3 separate regions of the Mus musculus genome follow, and all the other regions are linked to region 1. The links are chromatin contacts, called in public HiChIP or PLAC-seq and promoter capture Hi-C maps. All regions are on one chromosome and are shown on one strand. The core of a region is the stretch at or near the end of the contact, and the rest is flanking DNA. Distances in the headings are between cores, read along the strand shown.

What was found. HiChIP or PLAC-seq counts read pairs in DNA pulled down with a chosen protein or histone mark. Capture Hi-C pulls out chosen DNA fragments and counts their contacts.
Region 2: an H3K27ac HiChIP or PLAC-seq map of embryonic stem cells shows a contact between it and region 1, with 8 read pairs. The contact joins the promoter of Sirt3 here to the promoter of Phrf1 in region 1. A contact is called at or near these places in 16 of 39 promoter capture datasets (the 3T3-L1 cell line, 3T3-L1-derived adipocytes, the C10 cell line and 9 more), 1 of 484 Hi-C or Micro-C datasets (embryonic stem cells), 5 of 115 datasets of contacts at active chromatin or transcription factors (the SCID.adh cell line, effector CD8 T cells and embryonic stem cells) and 4 of 9 other capture datasets (adipose tissue, embryonic stem cells, liver and 1 more).
Region 3: a contact with region 1 is called in a promoter capture Hi-C map of adipose tissue. The contact joins the promoter of Nlrp6 here to the promoter of Phrf1 in region 1. A contact is called at or near these places in 5 of 39 promoter capture datasets (embryonic stem cells, hippocampal neurons, pre-B cells and 1 more), 2 of 115 datasets of contacts at active chromatin or transcription factors (embryonic stem cells and pancreatic cancer cells) and 1 of 9 other capture datasets (adipose tissue).

What each region holds. Positions count from the first base shown.
Region 1 is chr7:141,227,170-141,230,829 of GRCm38.p6, forward strand. Phrf1 (PHD and ring finger domains 1) reads left to right here and starts at 1,619. Exons shown (of 18, transcript NM_001081118.1): 1 at 1,619-1,722. Gm51460 reads right to left here and starts at 2,447. Exons shown (of 1, transcript XM_030243134.1): 1 at 1,037-2,447. The coding sequence starts at 2,042. The coding sequence ends at 1,554.
Region 2 is chr7:140,880,018-140,883,677 of GRCm38.p6, forward strand. It overlaps Sirt3 (sirtuin 3), which reads right to left and starts at 1,852. Exons shown (of 7, transcript NM_001127351.1): 1 at 1,746-1,852. It overlaps Psmd13 (proteasome (prosome, macropain) 26S subunit, non-ATPase, 13), which reads left to right and starts at 2,377. Exons shown (of 13, transcript NM_011875.4): 1 at 2,377-2,549; 2 at 3,483-3,561. The coding sequence starts at 2,455.
Region 3 is chr7:140,919,143-140,922,802 of GRCm38.p6, forward strand. Nlrp6 (NLR family, pyrin domain containing 6) reads left to right here and starts at 1,760. Exons shown (of 8, transcript NM_133946.2): 1 at 1,760-1,944; 2 at 2,499-2,770; 3 at 3,016-3,051; 4 at 3,268-3,660. The coding sequence starts at 1,916.

The sequences.
Region 1 (3,660 bases), core at 369-2,868:
TCTGGGCATGCCAGTCAAGCACCCCTCCATCTTAACCACCCCCCTGCTCCCAGGTCCTTTCTTTCCTTTGAGACAAAGAGGGTCTCTTTGTAGCTCTGGCTGTTCTGGAACTTGCTATGTGCTCCAGGCTAGCCTTGAACTCACACTGGTCCGCCTGTCTCTTCTGAGAGTAAAGGTTATGTCACCCTGTCCAGCCCCAGATCCCTTCTTGATGTATGTGTTTGCTTCTCCTTTTCTTGTTTTCTTCAGTACCCTACCCTTGAGTTTCTTTGTAGAATCTGGACTTTTTAGCACTGAAAGTCCCAGGTTCCAAAGCTGGTCCCCACTACCACCACATTTTATCTCCAAGGCAGCCTTTTGTCCTCTGCTCTCTGGGGATAACCCTAGCTTTCCCTCTTCTAAGTAGACTCCTATCTCCTCATCTTCATATTCTTCCTTCCCTCTCCTCCCTGCCCCTCTCATCCAGTTTCTCAGTAAATCTACAGTCTGTCTTCTCCTCCTTTCTTTTTCTTTTCTTTTCTTTTCTTTTTTTTTTTTTCTTTCTTTCTTTCTTTCTTTCTTTCTTTCTTTCTTTCTTTCCTTTTTTTTTTTTGTTGTTGTTCTTGTTGTTTTCGAGACAGGGTTTCTCTGTATAGCCCTGGCTGTCCTGGAACTCACTCTGAAGACCAGGCTGGCCTTGAACTCAGAAACCCGCCTGCCTGCCTCTGCATCCCAAGTGCTGGGATTAAAAGCGTGCACCACCACTGCCCGGCTACAGTCTGTCTTCTATTCCTATCAAAAGCCATCCCTTCTGAGCCACAGTGGTCCCTGGACCACAAAATGGGCAGTTGAGTCCAGTGAGCCATGATTGCCACCTGTTTAGTACCTCAGTGTCCTCTGATCCCCTCAGCCTCTAGGTCAGTCTCAGTTTTGTGGGTCTGAATTTTCCCTGAGTCCTCTCATGGTTCTTCCCCTAATCCTATTATGCTCCATACTTTGACCCCTCTCACCAGGCCTTTATGCGTACTAGGCAAGAAAGTGTCCTACTGCCAGGCGGTAACCTCTAGTTCTGTTCTTTCTATTAATTATCTGTGCCATACAATTAAGTTCTTCACGGTGTTCACAAGTTACTGTGCCTCTCCTCGCCGGGCTGAAGGGGACGGAGGAGCTCGTATATACAGGATCCATCATGATTAACTGCATACTGGAAGGGAACCTGAAGACCCAGGGGACATCCTGAAGCTTTTCTCTAGCGCTCCTCCAGCCGCGGGCTGCAGTTAAGTCCAGCCACCAGGAGGAGGCGCTCACGGGAGGGCGGGACGGTTGTGGGCGGAGACGTGGTCCCGGGGCCGCTCCCATTCATCGCGGCGGATGGGGAGTCGGACTGTACCAACTGCATGGAGGTGAGACCCACAGCCTGGTTTAGTGCACTGGTGAGAGCTCGGACAGCACACGCTCAGCAAAACACTGCTCTCCTCTGACAGTACTTGTGATGGGCTAGTCGGTGTTCTGAGAGGAAGGGGACGCGCTAACGTCTCGTCATCCTCCGCCGCGAGTTCCTCCCCGTTTTGGCCTTAGTAGTTTCCACCAACGGGCAGGGCAGAAAGTTCCGGAAGAGTATGGGTGCACTTCCGGGTCGGGGAGCGCGCGGCGACGGCGGCGGCGGCTGACCGGCCTACTTGCGGTCGTGTTCGGACAGAGGCGGGATCGTCTAGGAGCGTCCGGGAGGCGCGAGGTTCCCGGGTACGTGCGGTAGCCGCTCTGGCCCGGTGTCCCTGTCGCGTCCGGCCGCGCGGGCCACCTATGGTGGCCGTACGCTTTGTCTGTGGCCTTCCGGGCCGGCTAGGCCTACGTCGCTCTGGCCGCGGGTCGGTCCGGAGGACGAGAGGGTGGCTGAGGCCTCGAGCTGAGCCCCGGAACGTCCGGCTGCGACCGGGAGGCCCATGGGCGTGGTGCCGGCCACCTGTCTGGTCATGCGGGAACCTGGACTGGTGCATAAGAAAGGTGTGACCCCTAGCTACCTGGTTTTCTGTCCTGATGGCCCTCGCCCTGGCCAGCACCATCTGAACTTGCCCAAATTGTGCTTGATGTCGCGATTATCGTTTTCCTTAGTTCGAGGAGCCCTCCCAGCATTCTCGAGTAGGCACCACTGTCGGAGCTTTACAGCCATAGTTCGGAGAGGTAAAGTCACTTGTCAGTGTTACATCGCTGCAGAGTGGCAGAGCCAACATTGCTTTCAAACCTGTCTTCCTGTCTTGTGTTTGAACCCCGGGTTGCTCCCATCGTGTCTTGAAAGGAGTACTCTGCAACAGAAAACAGTAACGTGTCTGGCGACTGTCATCTTGGCCAGTGGTTGGAAGCACAGTTGGAGTTTGAGATTGACTTGCAGCTCGGCATTCCTCCTTTCTCCCCATAGACCACTCTATACTCATTCCTCTGGGAAGAATGCTGAGTGAAAAGGGCAACCTGTGGCGTCACTCAGCACTGAGAGAAAGCCAAGACTTGTGTGAGTGAGGTTCACAGAGTTCCTTATAGCTCCTCTTTTCTGAAAACTGGGACCATGACCGAGGTCCCCGTCATGAATGGGCCAAAGCTCTGTGTCTATCTCAGTCTGCATTTTCTAATATCAGAGACGGTGTGTTTCAGCAGGAGTCTGTGGCAAATTCTCTGAGCACCAGGTAGACGTAAGATAGTTTATCAGAACTCTTCTCCCTTTACTGTTCCCAGGCAGGAGCAACATGTGACAATTGACATTCCTTAAGTTATGCCCTCTGTGTTTAGAGACCATCAGCTCTTCTCCTGGCCTTTGACCTCTTGGAGAAGGGTTTCGCCCTTCCCTGTGGCTTTGAGTGGATAGCCTGTGTGTTCTTGAGGCCGATGGACCTCTAGGATCTGGGGCCCCTGATCTTGAGCCCTATTTTTCAGCTTTCTTATGCTGTTTTGTTTTGTTTTGTTTTTCTCTGACTGTGGACATTAGGTTTGGTGGGAAGCATAGGGTACCACAGGATAGGCTAGTGAGTTTTTGAATGAATTTTCTGTGAAAGGGGCTTCCTCTGGAAGTAACTGGGAAAGTTAGGTGGCACAGAGGAGTAAAGACCACATATATGAATAGGTTCTTATTTGGGGAACTAGAGCTTGGTACAGAAGGAAGGTCATATCTAGTGACATTTATGATCCTTCTTTCTCTCTTTTGTTTTTTGTTTTGTTTGTTTGTTTCTGAGACAGGGTTTCTCAGTGTCTCCCTGGCTGTCCTGGAACTCATTCTGTAGACAAGGCTGGTCCCAAACTTAGAATCCGCCTGTCTCTGCCTCACAAGTGCTGGGATTAAAGGTGTGCCACAACTCCCTGGCTCTCTCTCTTTTGTTTTTGAGGCAGGGTTTCTCTGTGTAGGCCTGGCTATCCTGGAACTTGCTCTGTAGACCAGACTGGCCTCAAAGTCAGAAGAGTGAAGACAGGAAGTCTTTTAAACATTGTTCTTACAGGCTTGCAAAGGAGGACTAGCAGGTGTTCCAGCTGACAAAGTCAGGAGAGGGACAGCCCAGCATCTTCTGCCTTTCAGCCTGGGCCACAGGAATGCCATAGTCCCCAGGAACTTCATCTGAGGTTTATAATCTGATGGTGGCCAGCTGAGCAGAGGCCAGTGGGCCAGCATTGGCCAAGAGTGACATGCCCACTTAGTGA
Region 2 (3,660 bases), core at 602-3,101, 350 kb before region 1:
GAGGTTAGTATTCAGTTCTGCCCAAGACATTGTAAAGTTACAGAGGATGAAGTCACAAAAGAGTCCCAAATCTAAAATCAAGAGAAGAAGGAATGTTCTGTAAAGGCATCCTCCTCACAAACATCCCAGGGCTCCTGTGTTAGGGTTTATGACAGCCACACTGTCTTACAGATGATCTCATATTAGAAATGCTTCCACAAGTTAGAGTGTCTTTTCTGATCCCTGCTTTATCCTCAGCACTCACGAGTATGGTAGAGAAAATGCTCTGTAACCGTAGCCTAAATGAACAACTCTTTATTGAAAAGAATAAAATGTTGTCACCCACATCAAGTGACTATACCATTGTCTACCCAAATATTCTTCCATTACATTTCTTTGCTAACGACTGTGGGCCCTAAAACTGTAAGGACTCCAGGCTGGGTGTGTAGTTCAGTGGTGCCATGTTAGCCTATCAGACAATTGCAAAGCCTGAGTTTGTTACTCAGCACAGACAAAAAAAAAAAGTCCAAATTTGTACATTATATTGATAAATTGTCTTGCGTCATTTGAGCTCACTGAGAAGATGGCTTTGGAAACAAGGCCGACAACCCCTTCCCTCATGCCAGACCCATGTTTGTCTCAAAGTCCAAAGTCTGGAGGGCTGGCTCCCCTAACTATGTAAAAGGACAGAGAGAGAACAGCAAAACAGCCCAAGAGTGAAAACACTTGTGCCCTTGAGAACAGAAGGGAAACGGTTTCCAGTGGAAGTCACTATAGTTTATCCCAGTATAGGAAAGTATCTGCAAGAAAAAGAATGTGCCCTCCAGTAGGAAGGAAATCCCGCAGCTCAGACAGAGGGACAGCCCACCTGGGAGCTCCAAATGACTATCTCAACTTTCTCTGCCAGTTTCTGTTAGATGTAGCAAGTGTCCAATTTGATATTACTTCCATCTGTTGCTTTACTAAAAACCTCACTGAAAGGGTCACTCTGTTCTGGCAAGGACTCTTTACTGGGAGTTCCACCGAGCTACCTTAAAGATAGCCAATAGACGTCTGCTGACTTTTTTTTTTTTTTTTGAATATGCAGTGTGATGATTTCTCTCTAACTTAATATACTCACTTATTTCAAACTGAAAATATCCCTATTATTGATCACTCTCAGGACTCTATGAGACATGTTACTATTTTGCAGACAGTATGACTGTTGGTAAAAATTTTTAGTTTCACAACCTTTATGGGGGACAATTAAAACACAAGTAACAGCTGGATGTGGTGGCATGTGACTGTAGTCTCCGACGCTTGGAGGGAGGTGGAAGCAAGGTGGATCCGGAGTTCAAGGTCATCCTCCTTCACACAGCCAGCTGAAGGCCAGTTTGAACAAGAGACCAGTCTCAAAATAATACAAACCACGTAACCTTACCCAAGGCTGTCTACTGAGAATTTGTGGTCCAAATGGGGTGCAAACACGTTTATTTATCACGTTATTTGTAATAATTCAAGATTAGAAAGTATTCAATAAGGAAATGGTGATATAAATTATAAGACATCCATACAACGAACTTCTATAAAATATTTCAAAGACTGTGCTGCAATAGTTACATAGAAAAACACCTTTAAGGAGAAGGTAGTGATGGCCGGTCAGCAAAACCTTGTAGAAGGGCGCGCCTGCCGGGTCCTTACTCCCACAATTGCTTCCAGCTACCCGCCCCTAAAACGCCGCTGATAGCCTATCTGCGAGATCCCGTGTCTCCCCTGCCGTGGCTCACCTCCCGGACCCCACAGTCTGAGCGCGGCCAATGCCAGTCGACCGCTTAGCGCCATGATGCTCTGCAGGACGACGGCGCCTAGAGGGTCAAGCGCCATCCGAATCCCCGCCCCCGTGAGCCAAGCCCCGCCCTCTCGGCACTCTTACTCCCGCCCCCCCTCTGGCCAAGTGCCGCCCTCCGGCGCCTTCCCTCGGCCGAGCCCAGCCCAGCCCCCGCACGATAACCCGAAGTGTGGAAGGCTGTGTTTATGCCTGGTGCTGGCAGCTTCTCCCTCTGTGGGACTCTGACTTATTGGTTGGGAAGCCAAACCGGGAGATTTCATCGTTTTACGCCGCTCTCGACCTCCTTGAGTAGGCGGGTGATAACTAATGCTCTCTGAGCGATTTGCATCACACCTAGTCCTCGCCAAACGCCATCCGGTTTCAGAGGACCCAAGTCTGCAGGCTTGAGGCTACGTGACCAGTCAGTGGCTAGCTGTCCCCAGGCACCTCTACTCTTTAATGCCTCAAGGGCAGGGCCAGAAACCCGGGAGAAGTTTAGCGGAAGTCAAGAACGCGGTTACCTTGACGACCGCAACCCGTGAGGCTAGTGGGACGCTCCCAGCATGCCCCGCGCGCCCGCGGTGCCGGAAGTGAGCGAGCACTTCCGTGCGCCATCCCTGCCGGTTCTGACTGCTTAGTGCTTGTGTTGTTCCCAGCTCTCTGCAATCATGAAGGATGTGCCGGCCTTCTTACAGCAGAGTCAGAGCTCCGGGCCGGGCCAGGCTGCCGTTTGGCACCGTTTGGAAGAGCTGTACACGAAGAAGTGAGCTCCGAGGCTGGGGCGGGAGGGAGAGGACTGTGGGAGGGCCAGGGGCTCTGATCAGTCCGGAGGGTCAGGGATGTGGAGGAAAGGGGTCGAGATAGCCTTAGGAGCAGAGCTGTTAACAGGGTTCTGTATCTAGACTCCCTGCGTTCCAGCCTTACCAGCTTTGATAAGAACAATTACGAATTGCTGACTTTGATATAAGAATTTGCCTATGAAAAAACACCTCTTCCTCAGAACCTTTCCACATGACAATGTCCAGCAGTTAAAACTCTTAGTGATTTCAAGAGAAATTTTTCAGTGTTTAGTATGTACCTGCCTATATATGGTGTAACATTTTGTGTTTTTCAAAACACTTTTATCTCTATTATTAAATATTATCCTTTAGTCTTGGTATGAAGTATGCTATTTCGGTGTCCTAAAGGTTCATATATTGGCTTTTTTAAAGTATTGGCTTATTTCATCCTTCCTATTGACAGATAAGATTGAATATCAGTTTTCTATTCTGTGAGGTATTCAGCTAATAAGTAAGAGAGAATGGAGTTCAAAATATAGCTGTAGAATTCTAAAGTCACAACCAATGCCTTCAAGGCTGAAGGCATCCGTTTCTTCACATTAGGATGTGGGGCTGAGGGCTTTTTGTTTTGTAGGTTGTGGCATTGGAATTCCAGTTGACACTCAGAGTGGGAGTTGACGCTGTCTCAAAAAGTGTTCTCCAGTGTTACCTAAGAAAACTGAGTCTTGAAAGGATAAGTGACTAGGGGGTGCAAGCAAAGTCAGTCCAGAAATAGGCTTGAATTGGCTGGCGCTTGCTTTAACTCCTGGCTGTGCAGTGGGACCTGGGAAATACTTGGTGTTTGATGGGACCGTCAAGGCTGAAGGCATCCTTTTCTTCACATTAGGATGTGGGACTGAGGGCTTTTTGTTTTGTAGGTTGTGGCATCAGCTGACACTTGAGGTGCTTGATTTTGTGCAGGACCCATGCTTTGCCCAAGGAGATGGTCTCATTAAGGTAATGACTTACCAGACAGCTCAGACGATGTTGAATATAATTACAAACTATTATTATTCATTTTTATTTACTTTTAACGTGTGTGCGCCCAAGGATGCC
Region 3 (3,660 bases), core at 510-3,009, 310 kb before region 1:
GATGAGTTGTCTAGCCACCACCTTGGGGTCCCAAGTCCCAGACATCCTGTGGCAGATGCCCAAGAGCCAAAGCGGTGCTGGCCTTTAGTCTCAAGACTGCAGTCTCAGTCTCTCTGACAACAGGAAAGAACATTTGAAGGACAGTGGTAAGGGTGGTGAAGGTGAAAGAGAATTGGAACTGAGTCAGGTTTAGAAACCCAGCATTCTCTGTAAACCAGAAAACACGGCTTCTAAGGAAAAATGTGGGAAAGCCACCTAGCGAATGTCACCATGACACTCCATACCTTGTGGGTTATCATGCCTTTAAAAAAAGAAAGTGGGTTCTGGGGATTGAAGCTCTGTTCCTCAAGCTTATGCTAGACTCACAATGCAACTGCTGTACAGACAGAGCCCTCTCCCCACACCTTATACTTCACGCCACGTAATATGAATACCATAAGCGTTTCTTCTTCTTCTTCTTTTTAATTTATCTTCTGTCTATGTGTATTTTGCTTGCATGGATGTCTGTGCACCCTGTGCATTCCCGGTGTCTGCAGAGGCAGAAGAAGGTGTCACATCTCCTGGAACTGGACTTACGGGTAGTTTTGCACACCGTGCTGGTGCTAGACATTGAACCTGGGTCTCCTGGAAGAACAGTCAGTGTTTTAACTGCTGAGCCATCTCTCCAACCTTCTGTGAGTGCGTGCTTTACTTCAAGAACAAGAAATAGAGGCATAGAGGTTAAACAAACTGTTCAAGGTCACACAGATGTTGAGTAGTGTACTCGAGACCAGCTTGGCTTTGTATTTCTTCCCTTCTTCCTTTTTATGTAGACGTATGTGTTTTACACACACACACACACACACACACACACACACCTGTATAAGAGTTGGATATCCTGAAGCTGAAGTCATAGGTGGTTGATAGCTACTTCATGTGGGATCAGGAAACCAGAGTCAGTCTCTTTGTGAGAGACAGATAACCCTAAGTGTTATCTATCTCTCCAGCCTCCCTCTATCACTATCACCTTGAAACATTTGATATTTGAGAGCACGGTGGCACGCATTCCACAGATTGGGTGTGGAGGTCAGAGGACAACTTTGTGGAGTTCTTCTCTTTCCACTTTTCTGTGGGTTCCAGAGTTAGAACTCGAGTTGTCAGGCAAGCACCTTTACCCTATAAACCATCTCACTGGCCCTGGCCTCACATTTTCTACCTTCAATAATGATGACAAGGAGACAAAGAAGACTTGTTTTCCAGAATTTATAAAAATAAATAAACACATCCATGCCTCTGTGAACTGTGTCTTCATGGACTTTATTTAGTCTACGACAAACAGTCACTTAAATACAACATTAACTTAGCCATGTGGAGGTGTGCACACGTGCCTTTACACACGTCCGTGCCAGCCACACAGTGAAACTCCATATCCCTGCAGTCACTTGCAGGGCCTAGGGTCAGAAACATCCGATCTCTGCCCTAGAGCTGGGTGTGGGAGGATTAACTGACTGCAGAGCTGAGGACCTGGTTCTTTTTCTCTCTCCACCCTTATCCCTGCCCACAGGCCCCTGCCCTCTTGATTTTCACGCCTTGTGTGCAAAATTTAAAGCACCTTAAGGCCATTTCTGAAGACCTGGTTGTGAGTCAGCTATTTAATCTGAACCACCTCACAGCTGCATAGGATGCCACACCCAGGAGGAGGAGTATTGATAGAATAAAATAGAAGAAAACCAAAGGTCGCAGTCCAGCACATATATGATGTTACAACCCGTGCTTAACTTGGGAGCCTCTTGACTGTCAGCAAGAGTCCAGCTGAGCCAGAATGAACAAGACTGAGAAACACCCTCACACCCAGAATGAGACCAGTTTAGCCCAGAAAGGATCACCTCTGCTCCCAGCTTCTGCATCTGAGAGTTAGATCCTGAGATAAGACTCCATGGATGCCGCTGGAGCCTCCTGCTCCAGGTGAGTGTGGTTTCCAGAGAGAACTTTCAAGTTAACTGGGCTCACCTCTAGAGCAGGTCTTGTACTGGAATTTCAAGCCCATCTTCTATGTCCACCCTGCAAACCAGGGCATTTATGAGTCTGCTCCCCACAAGGAACTCAGACTCAGTCCCTGGTGTAGGTGGTCCAGAAAAGACTCACCAAAGTGTGCTATGTATGAGTTTGGAGTAGAGAATTCAGGAAGCCTACCAGGGCCTGGCCTGTCTCAGTTGAGCAGAGCTGGAGCCCTTTCAGAGGATGTGACAAGGGAGAGCACAGACCCACGTAGGGAAGCTAACTGGCTTTATCTCGTGTGGCCAGAAAGGAAAGACGCAGAAAGACTAACCATGGAGTGATCCACTTCACCACAGTCAGTAATTTGAGGTGAAGCCTTGGAACACCCTGTGGGTCTCTACAATGTATTGCCCTGGGGCTCCATGTGGAGAATGTGCAATGTGTGACCCGGGGTGCTTTGGAGGTTCAGGGACAGGTCCTATTCAGGTCGCATCAGTGATGATAACCCTTCTCATCCCCAGCGTGGATGCAGTGGCAAGGGAGCTGCTTATGGCTACACTGGAGGAGCTGAGCCAGGAGCAGCTGAAGCGCTTCCGCCACAAGCTAAGGGATGCGCCCCTGGATGGCCGCAGCATCCCGTGGGGGCGACTGGAGCGCTCAGACGCTGTGGACCTTGTCGACAAGCTCATTGAGTTCTATGAGCCAGTGCCAGCTGTAGAAATGACCCGGCAGGTCCTGAAGAGGTCGGATATTCGAGATGTGGCCTCGCGACTTAAGCAACAGCAGCTACAGAGTAAGCTGGGCAGAGTAGGATGGGGCTGGATCCGGTGGCTCGCCCTTGATCCTCCCTGCTCTCCTTGGGAAGATCAACTTTGTCCACTCTACCACTTCCTGAGACTCTCCTTCCCGGAAACCAGCCCAAAGTTTCATTCGCGGGGGAGAGGGGGGGGCGGGGGCTGGTAGTTCCATAAGCTCCCATGGAAATGCCTTGCCCCATCTCTCATGCTCAGAGAGCCTCATGTCGGGTTTGCCTTCCAGAGCTCGGCCCCACCTCGGTGCTTCTCTCCGTGTCAGGTATGTTCGGTCGGGCACACAGGTGAAACGTCCTATTGGACTCCTTATAGAGCCCAAGTTTCCTGGACGCTGCTTGGGGATCCTTGGGTGTGAGATGGCTGGAGAAGGAAGCTATAGCATACTAGAGGAAAGGGAGCCCAGATTTAGACAGGCAGGGGGGTGATTCCATAGTGGCGGCAAGCCCATCCCTGTCTTTCGCGATCTTACGCCTTCCAGCGTTCAAGAAGAAGTACCGCGAGCACGTGCTACGACAGCATGCTAAGGTGAAGGAGAGGAATGCTCGCTCTGTGAAGATCAACAAGCGCTTCACCAAGCTGCTCATCGCTCCGGGGACCGGCGCTGTGGAGGACGAGCTGCTGGGGCCGTTGGGGGAGCCGGAGCCCGAACGCGCTCGGCGCTCGGACACGCACACTTTTAATCGGCTCTTCCGGGGAAATGATGAAGAGAGCTCGCAGCCGCTGACCGTGGTGCTGCAGGGCCCGGCAGGCATCGGCAAAACCATGGCCGCCAAGAAAATCCTCTATGACTGGGCAGCAGGTAAGCTATACCACAGCCAGGTGGACTTTGCCTTCTTCATGCCGTGCGGCGAGCTGCTGGAGCGGCCGGGAA